Linked DNA regions of Sus scrofa: region 1 is linked to region 2. Evidence: chromatin contacts called from public promoter capture Hi-C data. All regions are on one chromosome and are shown on one strand. The core of a region is the stretch at or near the end of the contact, and the rest is flanking DNA. Distances in the headings are between cores, read along the strand shown. Region 1 holds the start of SORD (sorbitol dehydrogenase). Region 2 holds the start of SHF (SH2 domain-containing adapter protein F).

Region 1 (7,158 bases), core at 3,003-5,502, 150 kb before region 2:
TTGGTTTCCACCTTGACTTTTCATCAGCATTCAACAGTTGGCCACTTCCTTCTTAAAACACTGCGTTTTCCTTTTATGGCTTCACTTATTCTGAGGATCTTTTGCAGATTCCTTTTTCTTTTACCTCATCCCTTAAAGTTGGATGCTCAGAGCTTAGACCTATGCCATCTCTTTTTTCATTCTATAGCATCTCCCTAGGTTATCTCATTTCTCTTATTGCTATAAATATAGTCTATATACCAGTGATTTCCAAATTTAGTCTAGGTTTTTTAAGCGTAGACTTTCCCAGGCCCTATATCACTTGGTCATTTCACCTGGATGTCTCATAGGCATTTCATACTTGGCCTATCCAAAATTACCTGACTGATCTTTCCACCAAATCTGCTCCTTCTCCCTCAATGCTACCGTATCAGATAATAAAATCTCATCTATCCATCATTCATCAACTAATCATGTCAGAATCTGGGAGTCTACATTTCTACCATTTTCTCTTCAATTCCTATGAGCCAATCCCTTACTTACCAAGTCCCATAGAACCTACCTCAAACATAAATCTTGGATATATCCTCTTCAGTTTGTCTTTACTGCCACCATTTGTCTAAGTCCAAGTTAGCATCCTCAGCTGACATGTGACAGTAAATTTAACTGTTTATCTCCTTGCTTCTATTCTTCTGTGCCAGCAGAACTTCCACCACTACCACCAAGCACCTCTCCTGGATAGCTCTAGAATAAAATTCCTGCTCTCTTAGTTCCTTTTCCTAACCCTTCTTAATTCTTTCTTGAGATTTTCTAATAGCAGGTATATTACTAGTTCCTTAGAGAATCCCATTGACTATTTTTTTTTTTTTTTTTTTTAGGACTGTACCCACAGCATGTGGAGGTTCCCAGGTAGGGGTTGAATCAGAGCTGTACCCCACTGAGCCAGGCCAAGGATTGAATCTGCATCCTCATGGATAGTAGTCAGATTCGTTTCTGCTGAGTCACAATGGGAACTCCTCCGTTGCTTGTTTTACTAGTTTAACTCTCTCTATTTCCAATGCAGGACCTTTGTTTTTTATTTTTGGGAGGTCTGTTTGTTTGTTTGTTTTGGCTGTACCCATAGCATGTATAAGTTCCCAGGCCAGGGACTGAACCTGCACCACAGCATCCACCCAACCCAAGCCATTGCAGTGATGCCACTGAAGTGATGCATCACAAAGGAACTCCTCTTTTTGTTTTTTGGGTATTTTTTGCCTTTTAGGGCCACACCCATGGCACATGGAGGCTACCAGGCTAGGGGTCAAATTGGAGCTGCAGCTGCCGGCCTACACCACAGTCCCCAGCAATGCAGGATCTGAGCCATCTCTGTGACCTACACCACAGCTCAAGGCAATGCCAGACCCTTAACCCACTGAGCAAGGCCAGGGATTGAACCCATGTCCTCATGGTTACTAGTCAGGTTCATTACTGCTGAGCCACAATGGGAACGCCTTCTTTTTGTTTTTGTTGTTTCTTTCTTTTGTTGTAAATAACCAGATTTGAGTAATTGAAGAGTTGATGACCAAATGGAGAAATCTGGAAATCAGAATTTTATAACTGTTCTGACCTTTGGCACACTAAGGCCCCACGGCACACTGATTTTTCTTGTTAGTACACTATGTAAAATTCCAAACCTGAAGTAACCCAGTGATAAGATGTTCCCTGGGCTAAAATCTCTGTTTTTCTAGATACGTGACCCCAGATTATATGCACCTGCATCTTGTGATTTAATATTTAAATTCCAAATAAGTTTTCACAGAAGAATTTTATCAACAACTTGTTGAAGTCGTATGTGGTAGAGAGACTGCTTAAAAGTGCTGTGCTATTTGGAAAATTAGGCAGAGGCCCAGAGAAGCTGTGCTAAGCAGACCAGCAGCAAGGGCAAGGCCACATTTTAGTCCTTTTTCAGTAAAATGCCTAAAAAGTCTGTTCCTCACCATGGTGGATGCTGGTCTCTGTTAGGAAATTATGTAGAAATGTCACAAGTTGTTTAAACACTGTAATAACAACTTGCTTTTTTATTTTTAAAATATCAGTTTCTTAAGAATCCTTATCAACTCACCCTGTTAACTTTTCTATAAAGGGCCATGGTCATAGAATACATATATATCTTTTTTTGCTTTCTTTTTGTTTTGTTTTGTTTTTTGGTTTTTTTGTTTTTGTTTTTGTGGGTTTTGTTTTGTTTTGGTTTTTGGTTTTTGGTTGTTTTTTTTTTTTTTTTTTTTTTTTTTGCTTTGCTTTCAAGGGCCGCAGGTACAGCATATGGTAATTCCAAGGCTGGTGTTGAATTGGAGCTGCAACTGCATAAAAATGCGGGATCCAAGCTGCGTCTATGACCTACACCACAGCTCACAGCAACACCAGATCCTTAAACCACTGAGCGATGCCAGGGATCGAACCTGTGTCCTCATAGATAATAGTCAGGTTTATTACTGCTGAGCCACAACAGGAACTCCCATAGAACACACACACACACAGTCTTTTTAGGGCCCAGCATATGGAGCTTCCCAAGCTAGGGGTTGATTTGGAGCTGCAGCTACCAGGCTACACGTCTGCAACCTACACCACAGCTCACGGCAATGCCAGATCCTTAACCCACGGAGCAAGGCCAGGGATCAAACCTGTGTCCTCATGGATGCTAGCCAGATTCGTTTCCACTGAGCCATGATGGAAACTCCAGGATATATTTTTAAATTTGTTTCCTAGCCTTCTAAATCTCTTGTCCCCAGCCAACAACCTTCAAGATAGTTTCAAAGTTCTACTGCTCAGGAGAAAACAAATATTTTTTGCACTCCCAGTGTGGCAGTTTTGTCATTATTTCAGTGACTTTTGCTTTGGTTCTGGTGTTCTGTTTTCTTGATTTAAAACTCAAGAAGTGTCTACTTCAAGTAGCCCTTGAGCCAGTCATGGGGCTGTCTCCATCTTCAGCTTTACTCATTGAAAAGAAATGCTGGGAAACTGTGAGGAAACCCCATAAGGCAAAGAGGGGAAGCTGAGTTTTAAATTTAGGTGCATGAGTAAAGGCAGGCAACCCCTAGTTAGTCACCTCTCCAAAGCCTGCTCAGAAGCTGAGTGCAAGAGCAGCCTGGGGAACTAGCCAAGCACAGCCAGACCTTGTGGGAGGTATCTCAAAGCAAAGAACACTACTGACTCTGTGAGTCCACCGCAAAATCCATCCCATTGTTTTGTTATACCTTGTAATACCACCCCCTCCTTCCCCTTTTGTCATTATTGGCATTCCAGAGCTTGATTCATGTCATCATCAATTTTTTTTCTTTTATTTTGAATTTAAGAAATGAGGCCTTAGCCTCAGTGGGCTTCCAATGGTTTTGTGGAAGAGATAATCACTAGTGAAAGTACAGGCTGTGTCCCTTATGTGGGGCATACAATAAGTACCACACTGAGACATCTTCAGGGGGAGAGATGCTGGGAAAAGTCTCCTGGTAGAGGTAAGAGGATCTGGTGGAGTGTCTGGGGAAGGGGTAGAGGCTGTAGATAATGAAATCCCTACACTGTCTTCAAAATCCTTAAAGAAGGGAGGGGCCTTTATAGACATGCTTTTCAAGAGGGCAGTTCTCTCCCCTTTAGAGTAAAACTTCAAAACTTTGCTGTTTCTTGAAGGGGAGAGAGACTTGAAGGAAGAATTTGGACAGAAATCCTGCTTGTAATATTAGAAGCAGAGCTGGTTAAGAGAAAGAGGCTCACATATTTCATTTCACAGCTTCTTTGCACTGATGCATCGGGCCCATGGAATGATGCACAAATTCATTCATTCACTTCTTCTGGTGCTAGGCACTTTGCTGGATGCTGGGGACACCAGGCTAGTTGCACGCTCTGTCAGTGCAACACCTCTTCCCCAGTTGTAGATGTGCCCTACCTGCAGCCTAAGCATTCTTAATGCTAATAATACAGACCCTCAGGCCTCAGCTTAGACTAGATTTACTATATCAAAATTTCAGTGCTTGTCTTGAGAAACTGCCCCATACTGCCTACCCCCCCCCCCCCCTTCTGCAGCTGAAGTTTGAGAACACTCGTCTGTGGAGCTGTTACCTCCGCAGGTTACTTTCAGGGCAGATTTGTCTGCTTGGAGGTGAGGCAAACAGTGTGCTGCCAACGGAGCTAGGTTAAGTCGGTCTTTGCTGCCCCTCCCTTCCCTTCCCTACCCCCTCCCCACCCCACAGGCTGATCCTGGGAGGGAGCAGAGCAGCCCCGCCCCTCCACGCTAGCCCCGCCTCGGCTGTCGGGGACTAGGAAGCCCCGCCCCTCGCTGGCCGCGAGCTCTTAGTCAAATCCCGGCCTCTGGCCCCTCACCCCTAACCCGAGACCGGGCTGCCAACCGATTCACCTCGCGACCTGCGGACCGCAACCTCGACCTGAGAAAGAAAGAGCGACATGGCGGCGGCCAAGCCCGAGAACCTCTCCCTGGTGGTGCACGGACCTGGAGACCTGCGCCTGGTAAAACTGGAATGGGAGTGGAGAATCTAGCCTGCCCCTGTCTTACTCGCCTGCAAGCCAAAACGCGGTCTCAGGTCATCAGTTCCAGCGTGGTGCGGGCCCCATTCTGCACGCCCTGGACGACCAGATCCGAGCTGGTTACCATGTTGGGGGGAGGGGGAGGGTTGGCGGTGGCCGAGGGTTCCACGGTGCTAAGAGCAGGGTTTTTGTCGCGTGCTTCCTGGAAACTAGCCACGTGGCCAGAGCCCGGACAGTTGCAAAATGATTGAAGCCTCCTCTCTCTTTTGCCAGCTGCAGATTCATAGTACAAGCCTCTTGTCGTTGCGCTTTGCAGGAGAGGCTGCCTGACTTAGGACATGCTGTGAATTTCTCCACTGGGCAGACAGTGCAGGAAAGAAAGGGAAGCCAGAGAGACACTTAAAAGCTGTGGAACTTGTATTTAATCTCTCTTGCTTGGGGCTGATAAAGCCTCCTTTGTAGGATTATCGTGATCAGCAGAGTACCCAGCACTTAATAGATACTCAGAAGTGCCAGCTCCTGGGAGTGTTTTTGTGTTAATGATCCAGACAGTGTCACTGCAGCGGCCGGTCTGGTTCAGTCCCTGGCCCAGGGATTTAAACAAGTCCTGGGTATGGCCAGAAAAAAAAAAAGAAGAAGAAGAAGTGCCAGCTCCTTCCTCTTTTCCTGCTAGCAAAGGCGTCCATCTCCAGGACTCTTGGTGTTCCCTATACCTGTGCCATCTCCACCACTCTACTACTTTATTCCTTACTTCCCTGAGTCCATGTCTAGTTCACCTTGCAGCCATTTTCCTTCCTGATCCTGCTCCCCTCTCCCTTTAAGAGCATTATGTATGTGTCTGCTCCACCCTGGACTCTGCCTCTGCTCCCTGGCTCCTGAGGCCAAAGTTTGGGAGCTGAAGAATCAGCTCTGTGGTTGTGCCAGGGCTCTCTTGACAAATCCATCTCAGATGGGCCTGGGTAGTATTATGTGGGATGGTTGCTAGCCATATCTGCTATTCCCTAGCACTTCCTCCCCCTTCTAGATTGGAGAGACTCAGAAAATTATCCAGATTAGCAGTTCTTGATTACTTGAGAATCTGTAGTCTCTCTCCCCATAGATGCAAACAGATTGAGTTAGGCAGTAATTTCAGAATTTATGAACTTCCTTTAAGCCCCTTCTCCAAAGACCCTTTAGAGGTCTGTGAATCCCAGGCGAAGAACTGCCCAGAGCCATTTCCTCAGTTGGAAAAAGTGCCATCCCCAAGGTGACAACTTAATTAACAGAGCCCAGAAAAGAACCCAGAGGTTCAGATTCCTGTTCATTGAAGTGCTCTTTCTACTCCCTTGGAGCCTCCACCCAAAGTCCTAAATTCAAGTGACACTGTTAGTGCTTCTTGCTACAAACTCTACATGGTATTAAAAAGGAAAAGGGGTACAGCTATATTCGGCTTACAGAGTGACTTCAAACTCAGTCCTGCATTCCACAAACATTTCCTAGATGCAAGGCTGGGTGCCTGCCATGTGCCAAGCACTGGGTTGGGGACCCAGAGAAGACACAGCCCCTACCCCCAGTCTGCTCTAGGAAGTCAGACAGATGAAGTAAACCATAAGACTGTGTGAGGACTTTGATAGATGCCACAGAGTAAAAGCCTCACAGGAGGAGCCTTTGGCCCAGGTCAGAGGCCCAAGAGGAGATGAATGACACTGAGCTGGAGGGAAACTAGGGGTCTTTCAGGAACATGGACGAGCAAGTGCAAAGAAAAGTGAAGTACAAGATTGCAGGTCCTGGTTACTGGCCCTGTAAATAGTGTATTAGTAGTGAATAGTGTTTTATTAGTGATTTTGTGACCACAGTAGGCTGTGGTCACTTGGGCCAACCAGGAACATGGTCTTCTGATAAAAAATTGTTGTTGTCTCAAGAACTCATGTGAAGGGAGATGTCTGGAGAAAAGCCCATATCTTAAATCTGAAGCAGGATTCTGAAGCAGCAAATGAGGGCTCAGTTCTGCCCAGTGCTGCCATACTGTTTCAGACACCAACCAGTAGCCAGAGCAGTGGTTCTGTGGGAAAATGTGACCTGGGCCACTTGAAACTTGTCCCCTACCTGCCAGGAAGGAAACCTGACACCCAGCCTTCCTTCTACCTGCCTTTGGAGAAGGCAGGATTCCCTTTTCTTCAAGCTATGGCTGCAGGGAAGAAAAAATTAAACTCCTTCACTGCTAGGTAACTAGTGATCATCAGCAAGGGAGGAGCCTTGGCAAATCCAGTGCTCCTTGGCCTGAGGACTTGAGCCTGAACAGTGGTTTGGGCTCTTGGGCGTTTGTAAGTTGGGTGGTAAATAAGAGAGTGGGAGTGTGTGTACAAATATATATACTGAAGGACTGATGGTTTCCTTATATCATTCCTTACAAAGAAGACTTAAGGATGTTCACTCTTACACCCCTCCCCACTCCCACCTTTTTTTTTTTTTTTTTCTTTTTTTAGGGCCGCACCCTTGGCATATGGAGGTTCCCAGGCTAGGGGTCTAATTGGACCTACAGCTGCCGGCCTGTGCCACAGCCACAGCAACACCAGATCCGAGCCGTGTCTGTGATCTACACCTCAGCTCATAGCAATGCCAGATCCTTAACCCACTTGAGTGAGGCCAAGGATCAAACCCATAACCTCATAGTTCGTAGTCGAATTC
Region 2 (7,080 bases), core at 2,209-4,708:
ATTCTCTGTCTCTGTCTTTGTCTCTCTTTCACACACACATATCTTGGCATGATGGAGGCAAAGGACACACTGTGCAGATGGTCACAGGCAGCTCAAAGCTGCTTCCAGCCGGAGCCCCTCTCCCATCCCCATCCCCCTTTCCTAATCAGATCAGGTTTTTCCTATTGAAGGCCTAAGAAAAGGGAGCAAAGCAAGGGTAGATGCAGCTCTCTAGCCCCCCTGCCAGAGCATGGTCTGTTGGCCAGACAGGGTCCAGCACCACAAGGGAGCCTTCCCACAGCCAGATGGCAAGGCCCTGCCTGCCTGGTACAGGATGCGCCTCCTGCTGCTCCCACACCTGCCATGCCAGGGCTGCCCAGATGGCCACCCTTGCACCCCTGCTAACTGCAGCCATGGGTCTCAGGGTGGGCCAGCAGCCAGAGCCCTGCATAGGGAGAAGGCTAATGGTCCTGAGCCCCAAGGCCTCTCAGGGTTCTCCCTCGCCCCCAAATCCACTAGCTCATTCCTCCTCAACGTCTCTGGTTCACCACAGAAGCATTTCTACCCATTTCACCAAACCTCACCATTCAGCACCTCTCAGAGGGTTCTGACCCACCCAACATCTGGGCTGCAGAGAGAAATGAGCCAGTCCAAGGCACAACCTGGTCCCCAGCCTCAACTTACCTCAGGAAGTTGACCCAAAAGCAACAAGCCAAGGCTGAGAGGAGGGGAAACCAAGGCCAGGAAGAAAGCAACCACATGGAACAGAAGCCCACCTGGGGACCAGGCCAGCTCACTGTCCAGAAGCCACAACTCTTTGTGAGCTTTGCAAGGATAAGGGGCCTAGGTACATAGTCTGGGCTCTCCCTAAGAAGATACTCTGAACTCTGCTCCTAAAGGGGTGGAGCTGCTCTCTGAATGGTGGGGGGCCCCAGGTCAGCATCCCTCTGCCTGCGCCAGCTCAGATGGCATCCTGGTCCTTCTCACACACACACTGAGCAACAGATTGTGTGGCTCCAAGGAAATCCTGCTGTATTACATCCTGTCCCTGAAGCTGACAAAGGAGTCATATACCTCTTAGCCCCCAAGCCACAGACCACAGAGGCAACCCAGGGGGAGGCATGGATGCCCTCCGTGAGAAGGATCTGTGGGTTTCTGCATGGTTGTGTGGGCACAGCCCCTTCCTTGGGGGGGAGGTCTCTGGGGAAATGTACAAGGGAAACTGTAGTTAAGAGAGTCTCTGACCCTCAGGTCACCCTGGCAGGACATTTTTATGCACCACTCCTCTTTATGCCAAACATTTTGTCAGGTACTTGAGAGACACAATATGAGGAAGATATGTTCCCAGTCCTGACCCAGGAGGAGCCCACAGAACTTGGTGGGCAGCCTGTTATGCCATTTCAAGACGATGCAGAGGGGAGCATTTCAAGACGATGCAGAGGGGAGGAGGCCCAGGGACAATTCAGGCCCATGTGCCAACAGGCAGTGGTCAGGGAGGAGGAGGCTAACTGGTCAATAGTAAGAACAAGGCCTGATGTTCTGTCTGCCTCACTGCCACCATCACCACACATCGCCCGCAACAGCAGGGAACAGTTAGGAAGAAGAGAAAGCAAAGGATGAGTGAAGAAAGCACAGCTTCCTTCTGTAGACTAAGGATCCTGGCCCAGGATGGGAAGCCATGCCCCACAGCAGGAACTAGGGGAAAAATAATTCACATTCCTGAGGCTACTGTTCTGACCCTGACACAATTTTCTTACCCAAGAAATCAGGCAGAACAGTGGCATGCTCTCAGCTGAAAGCCTCAACCCTGGATGGAGCCAATGGATTCAGACAGCAACTTTGCCTCCAATCAAATAAAACTGTGTTCTCTGCTGAGGAGAGGGGAGAAAGCCCCAGAGCTAAGCTCCCAGGGGTAAGTGAAGAGGGACAACAGCGCCAGGGCAGCCCACAGAGTCATAGTCTTAGAATTTAGCGCTACAGGGACCTGGAGATGGCTTTCAGCTGTCAGGGAGGGATAAGGCCACACTGGGTTGGGCAGGGGGTGGCTTCTCTAACAGGGGCCTCTAAGGCACAGTGGATGTTCTCAGGAACAGTGAATGCCCAGCCCTCCTCTCCACCCCAAGCCTGCAGATTCATGAAAAGCTGTAACCACCCTTAGAATGAACCTGGGCAAGAGGAGGCCAAGAGGAGGAGAGGAAAGGAGAAGTGGACTCAGTTGCTTAGCCCCTTATGGGCAACAGGTTCTGAGCATAGATTGTTCCCATACCTGGGGGGACAAAGAATGGGCCTGCCTGGATCTCAATGGTCAGCATCCTTGGTGAAGACCTGCATACTGCCTGTTCTGGCTTCCTGAGAACAACAGTCCACCCGGCTCCAGTGCCACTGGGCAAGGCAAAGGCCAGCTCTTGCTGTGTCCACAGAGAGAAACCCAGCCTGCGCCTCCTTCCTGGAGCTTCAGCACCTACAAAGATGCTCTGGCTTTCTTAAAAGGAAGAAAGGAGCTTTGTGCTAGCTCTGCCGCCCTGGGGTTGGGGGCGGGGGTCAGAGATCAAAGGGCAGTGAGCTGCTGCTCCCAGGGGGCAGAAAGGCCATAAAAAGGGGGAGAAGGGGAGCTCAAATTCCGTTAGAAAAAGGCTCCTTGATTAGGCTCCGGGGGCTGCGATGAGGAGAGCAGAGCCTGGGCGGGGGCGGGTGGGGGGGGAGTGTCACTAGTTCTGGGGCAGTAATAGGGGATAGAGGCAGAGTTTGGGGAGCACGTCCCAGGTAAGAAGGTCGAGAATCTGAACAAAGGTGGATGAAGGCTCCGAACCCTGGGGACCGGGACTAAAATTGTGTCCGCCAGGAACCGTGACACCGCGGGGCCCGGACCCGGCCAGGGCACCTTTGTCCCTCTCGAAAGCCCCAGACCGCTGACCACCTCTCCTCCTGGACACCTCCGCCCGGCGCGGCACTCACCCGGTCGCTGCTGGCGGGAAGTCCAGAGATCCTTTCCTCAGGAGGGGGCGCTGGGGGGCCAGGGGTCTCGACCCGAATAAGTCGGTGGGGGGGCGAGCCGTGACGCGGAGGCGGCGTGGGGCCGGGGACGGCAGGGGTGGCTAGGGCAGCGGAGCCGGACGGCCCCCCGGAATAGGGGTCTTCGAAGTCGCGCTCCTTCTGCAGTCGGTAGGCGGCCAAGATGTCCGGGGGTGGTGCGGGGGGTGCGGCCGGGGAGGGTGTAGGGGGGCGGTAGTCCGGTTCGGGGGGCGCCGGTTTGCCTCCACCTCCGCCGCCGCCCCCGCCGCGGAAGCCCAGATGCTCCCGGAGCCACTTGGCCACTCCGCCGCTGCTACCCCCTCCTGGGCCGGCTCCTGCACCCCCGGCGCCCCGGCGCGATCCCCCCGGGCCGCCCCCTGCGCTCCCCTGCGCCCGCGGCCCCGGGCCGGAGCCAGCCGGAGGAGCTCCGCTCAGTAACATGGGGCCAGCCAGACTGAACGCGGGGAGAGCAGCGGCCTGGCTGGGGGCGGGGAGGGGGCGGGGAGGGGGCGGAGCTCCACTGGCGGCTGGAGGGGGTAGGGCTCGTCAGTAACAAGGGAGGGGCGGGGTTCCGCTACCTAAAAGGGTCTACCTCCCCTGCCCCATGTAAAAGAAGGGCTGAGGCTTCCAGCCCTTGTGAATACTGGAGAAGTAAAGTGGCGACCCCGAGGGCAGGGAATGCGACCTCTGAGGATGAATCCCCCATGTGTCGCCCAAACGTGCCCCTGATGGGGGCGCACCTGTCCTTATATGTTCCCCTCCCCACCTCCCACCTCCCGCGTGACGCCGAGAGGGGAGCCCTCAGACTCCAGGGTTCTTGGCCCTCCGGAGCCTTCCGCCCCCACCTTTACCCTCCCCAAGGCCTCCCACCTGGGAAATAATATCGTAGGAGGAAAAACTGGGGTGGGGTATGAAACAGGGGCTGTTCTGTAAGATGTGTCTGTAACCACCACCTCCCGCGTGCTACCATGGGAGCCCCACCTACTGCCTCCAATCTAACTGCCCGCCCCGCCCGCACATACTCAAACCCACTCTGGGCAGATACGCCTCACGTTACAGTCAACTCCCTAGAGGCACCCACGTCTCCCGTGGGGTTTCCACACATCCTTCTCTCAGGCAAATCCCTCCCACTCACAGGCGCACCCGCGCTAAGCAGATGCCCCCTCTTCCTCCCCGCCCTAAGGGCAGTGTGCGCACAGAGAAATCCCTTCAAGTCACATCCTGGGTTTCATTGTCAATCAGATTAGTGACAGAATAAAAACAGACAAGTCAATAAATCAAGTCTAGAAACAGTTCCAATGTTGTCTATCACAAACCCCTTATCTTCCAGAGGCTGGGATGCTCAAGCAATAGGCATTTTTGTCTTAGAAATAAAGCGTTTCTCCCCAGAAACGTTGTAACCCTGAAGCTGACGCCAACATTTTCTTTTGGCTCAGTTAGAAAGCAGCTTCACCTCACCAACATCCCACTCCCACTCCCACCCCCCTTGGCACTGCCTCAGTGTCTCCCTTATTCTTAGGCTCCTATTTACCTTGTAAGGGGGCAAAGACTCAAGAGATGTCGCAAAGGGAAGAGGCCTTAAAGCTGGAGTAGAGTAAGATGTGATGGTAAAACTGAGAATCCCCTAGGATTCCCAGGGCCCTCAAAATATTCGTGGAGTTTTTGCCCTGTTCACATTCTAGTCGGTGTTACAGAACAGTGTTTTTCAAACTTTAATGTGAACACAAATCTCCTGGGGAACTTGTTAAATTGAAGTTTCAGATTCTGTAGGTCTCGCTGGGATGGGGTCCCTGTGTAGTTCTAACAGGCTCCCAGATGATACAGATACAACTGGTCCTCCCACCACACTGAGTGGAAGGGCTATAGTAGATGCTGAAACATCTGATATTGTTCCTCATTTCATGGCTTATGATAGAGGAAATACCATGTACATTGTAAAAATGTGCAGCTTAAAAAATTGACTAACAGGGAGTTCCCATTTTGGCTCGGTGGGTCCCTACTAGTATGCGTAAGGATGCGGCTTTGATCCTTGGCCTTGCTCAGTGGGTTACAAATCCCACATTGCCTCAAGCTGCAGCCAGCCATGGGTCACAGGCAGCTGGGATCTGGCGTTGCCTTGGTTATGATGTAGGCTGGCAGCTGCAGCTCCGATTTACCTGGGAACCTATGTGCCGTAGGTACAGCCCTGAAAGGCTGAAAAAAAATTGGCTAACAAAGCAATGCTGGACATAGAGATAATAAAGACTGGTCCAGAAGAATGGTCCAGTTGATCCACATTGGATGGTCTCCTCAATCACTGGGTGTCTGACAACAATAGTTACGGGCTGTAGCCAGATCTTTGAGGATTGGTGGCAAGGTACTCAATGCCGCTGTCTCACTTTCCTTATATCTGCAAAAGGCATGACAGCATGGTAATTGTCATTGAGGGTTAGGGGAAATGATGGATATGAACAGGCTTTGTAAACTGTAAAATGCTTACAATGGGTAGGTGTCAAATGAAGCCACATATTCTTAAGTAATATGGAATTAAGCTGTCAGTTCAGAGGAAAGGAATCAACCAAGTCTGCATGAAAGATGGCAGGCTTCATGGAGGGGGTTAGGCCTGAGCTGGGTAGGATTTGGACAGATAAATCAAAGGCATGAAAGGACATTACAAACCAGGAGGTCAGCATGGGTTGAGTGAAGGCATTGAGATGGGAAGCAGCATACCATAAAAAAGTGGAGGATTCAAAGTGAGGAAGAATAAGAAGTAAAGTTGGATGAGGAAGGGAGAGGATATCATAAGGGTAGAGTTTAATGATAATTAAAAAGCTGTAATACCTTATGTGCACGATGAACTTACTCTTGTTTTAAACTATTTGTTGATTTACTTTCCTCCGCTACCAGAGTGTGGGCTCCTGGAAGCAAGGGTTGTTGAGCTTGCTAGCAACCAAGGACACAGGGGTGAGGCCATGACAGCAAGGTTCCTCTGAGCCTTGAGTGCAGTTTGCCAGATGGCAAAGTCTCGAATTTAAGCATGTTAAGCATTATACCATAGACTCAGGATTCTGAAGAGAAAGCCGGGTGTTCCCATCACTTAGTGCAGAGCCTGTCATGTGGCAGGAGCTTAACAAATGTTGAAATGAATAAAGATCATTTCTCTTGTTCTTATTTTTATATAGCTAAAATTGTGGTATAAACAATTCCGTCCTTGTTTTTTTCCACTTAGCATTGCATAATTTCCCCATCTTAATTATCTAAGCTTTACTTTCTTCTAACTTTTTTTTTTCAAAAAAATTCAAAGCTACAGAAAAATTCAAAGTACATTGAAAATCTGTATACCCTTCACCTAGATTCACTACTTTCTAACATTTTGCCACATTTGTTCTATCCCCCTCTCCTTTGTTTCCTTAACCATTTGATGCAAGTTGCAGATATCATGACCCTTCAAGCTCTAAATACTTCAGCAGCCATTTCCTAAGAAAAAGGAATTCTATAGGGCCATAAGACCATTATCATAATAGTATTGTCTATTACACAGTTCATATTAATTTTTTCTTTTTTCCCCTGAATGTTTTATATATTCAGTGCTGTGGGGGTTTTTTTTGTCCTTAATCAGGATTTATCAAGCTCCCCCTGTTGCACTTGTTTAATCTCTTTAAATTTGAGCAGTTCCCCATTTTTTTCTTGCTAGTTTGTTTTCTCCTGACACTGATCATTTTAAAAGTGTCTTTGGCAATGGTCATATGGAATGTCCCACATTTTGGATCTTTCCACGGTTTCCTCGTGATTAGGTTCAGGTTAGACATTCTTGAAAAGACCAGTATATAAAGTACATAAGGAACATTGTGGACTTTGCTGTGTGTCACACTGGCAGGCTGGCCAATAGTACACTTTTGTTCTTTATTGGTGATGCTAGGCTTATCACTTGCTTAAGTTGGAATCTATCAGATTTCTCTGCTTGACAATTTAAAGTAAGTTGTGTTGTGATGTCCTTAGACCTTTAACTATTAGTTCCCAACAGTGTTTTACCCAGTGGTTTTAGCATCCATTGATGATCTGTGCTTACATTTGTTGTTACAGTGAGGAGTACAAAATGGTGACTAAATC

Evidence for each region. Promoter capture Hi-C pulls out the DNA fragments that hold promoters and counts their contacts.
Region 1: a promoter capture Hi-C map of liver shows a contact between it and region 2, with 1.8 times the contacts expected there. The contact joins the promoter of SORD here to the promoter of SHF in region 2. A contact is called at or near these places in 1 of 5 promoter capture datasets (liver), 1 of 47 Hi-C or Micro-C datasets (liver) and 1 of 2 datasets of contacts at active chromatin or transcription factors (alveolar macrophages).

Annotation. Positions count from the first base shown.
Region 1 is chr1:126,698,178-126,705,335 of Sscrofa11.1, reverse strand. SORD (sorbitol dehydrogenase) reads left to right here and starts at 4,252. Exons shown (of 9, transcript NM_001244162.1): 1 at 4,252-4,473. The coding sequence starts at 4,411.
Region 2 is chr1:126,546,114-126,553,193 of Sscrofa11.1, reverse strand. SHF (SH2 domain-containing adapter protein F) reads right to left here and starts at 3,458. Exons shown (of 6, transcript XM_005659642.3): 1 at 2,935-3,458. The coding sequence starts at 3,432.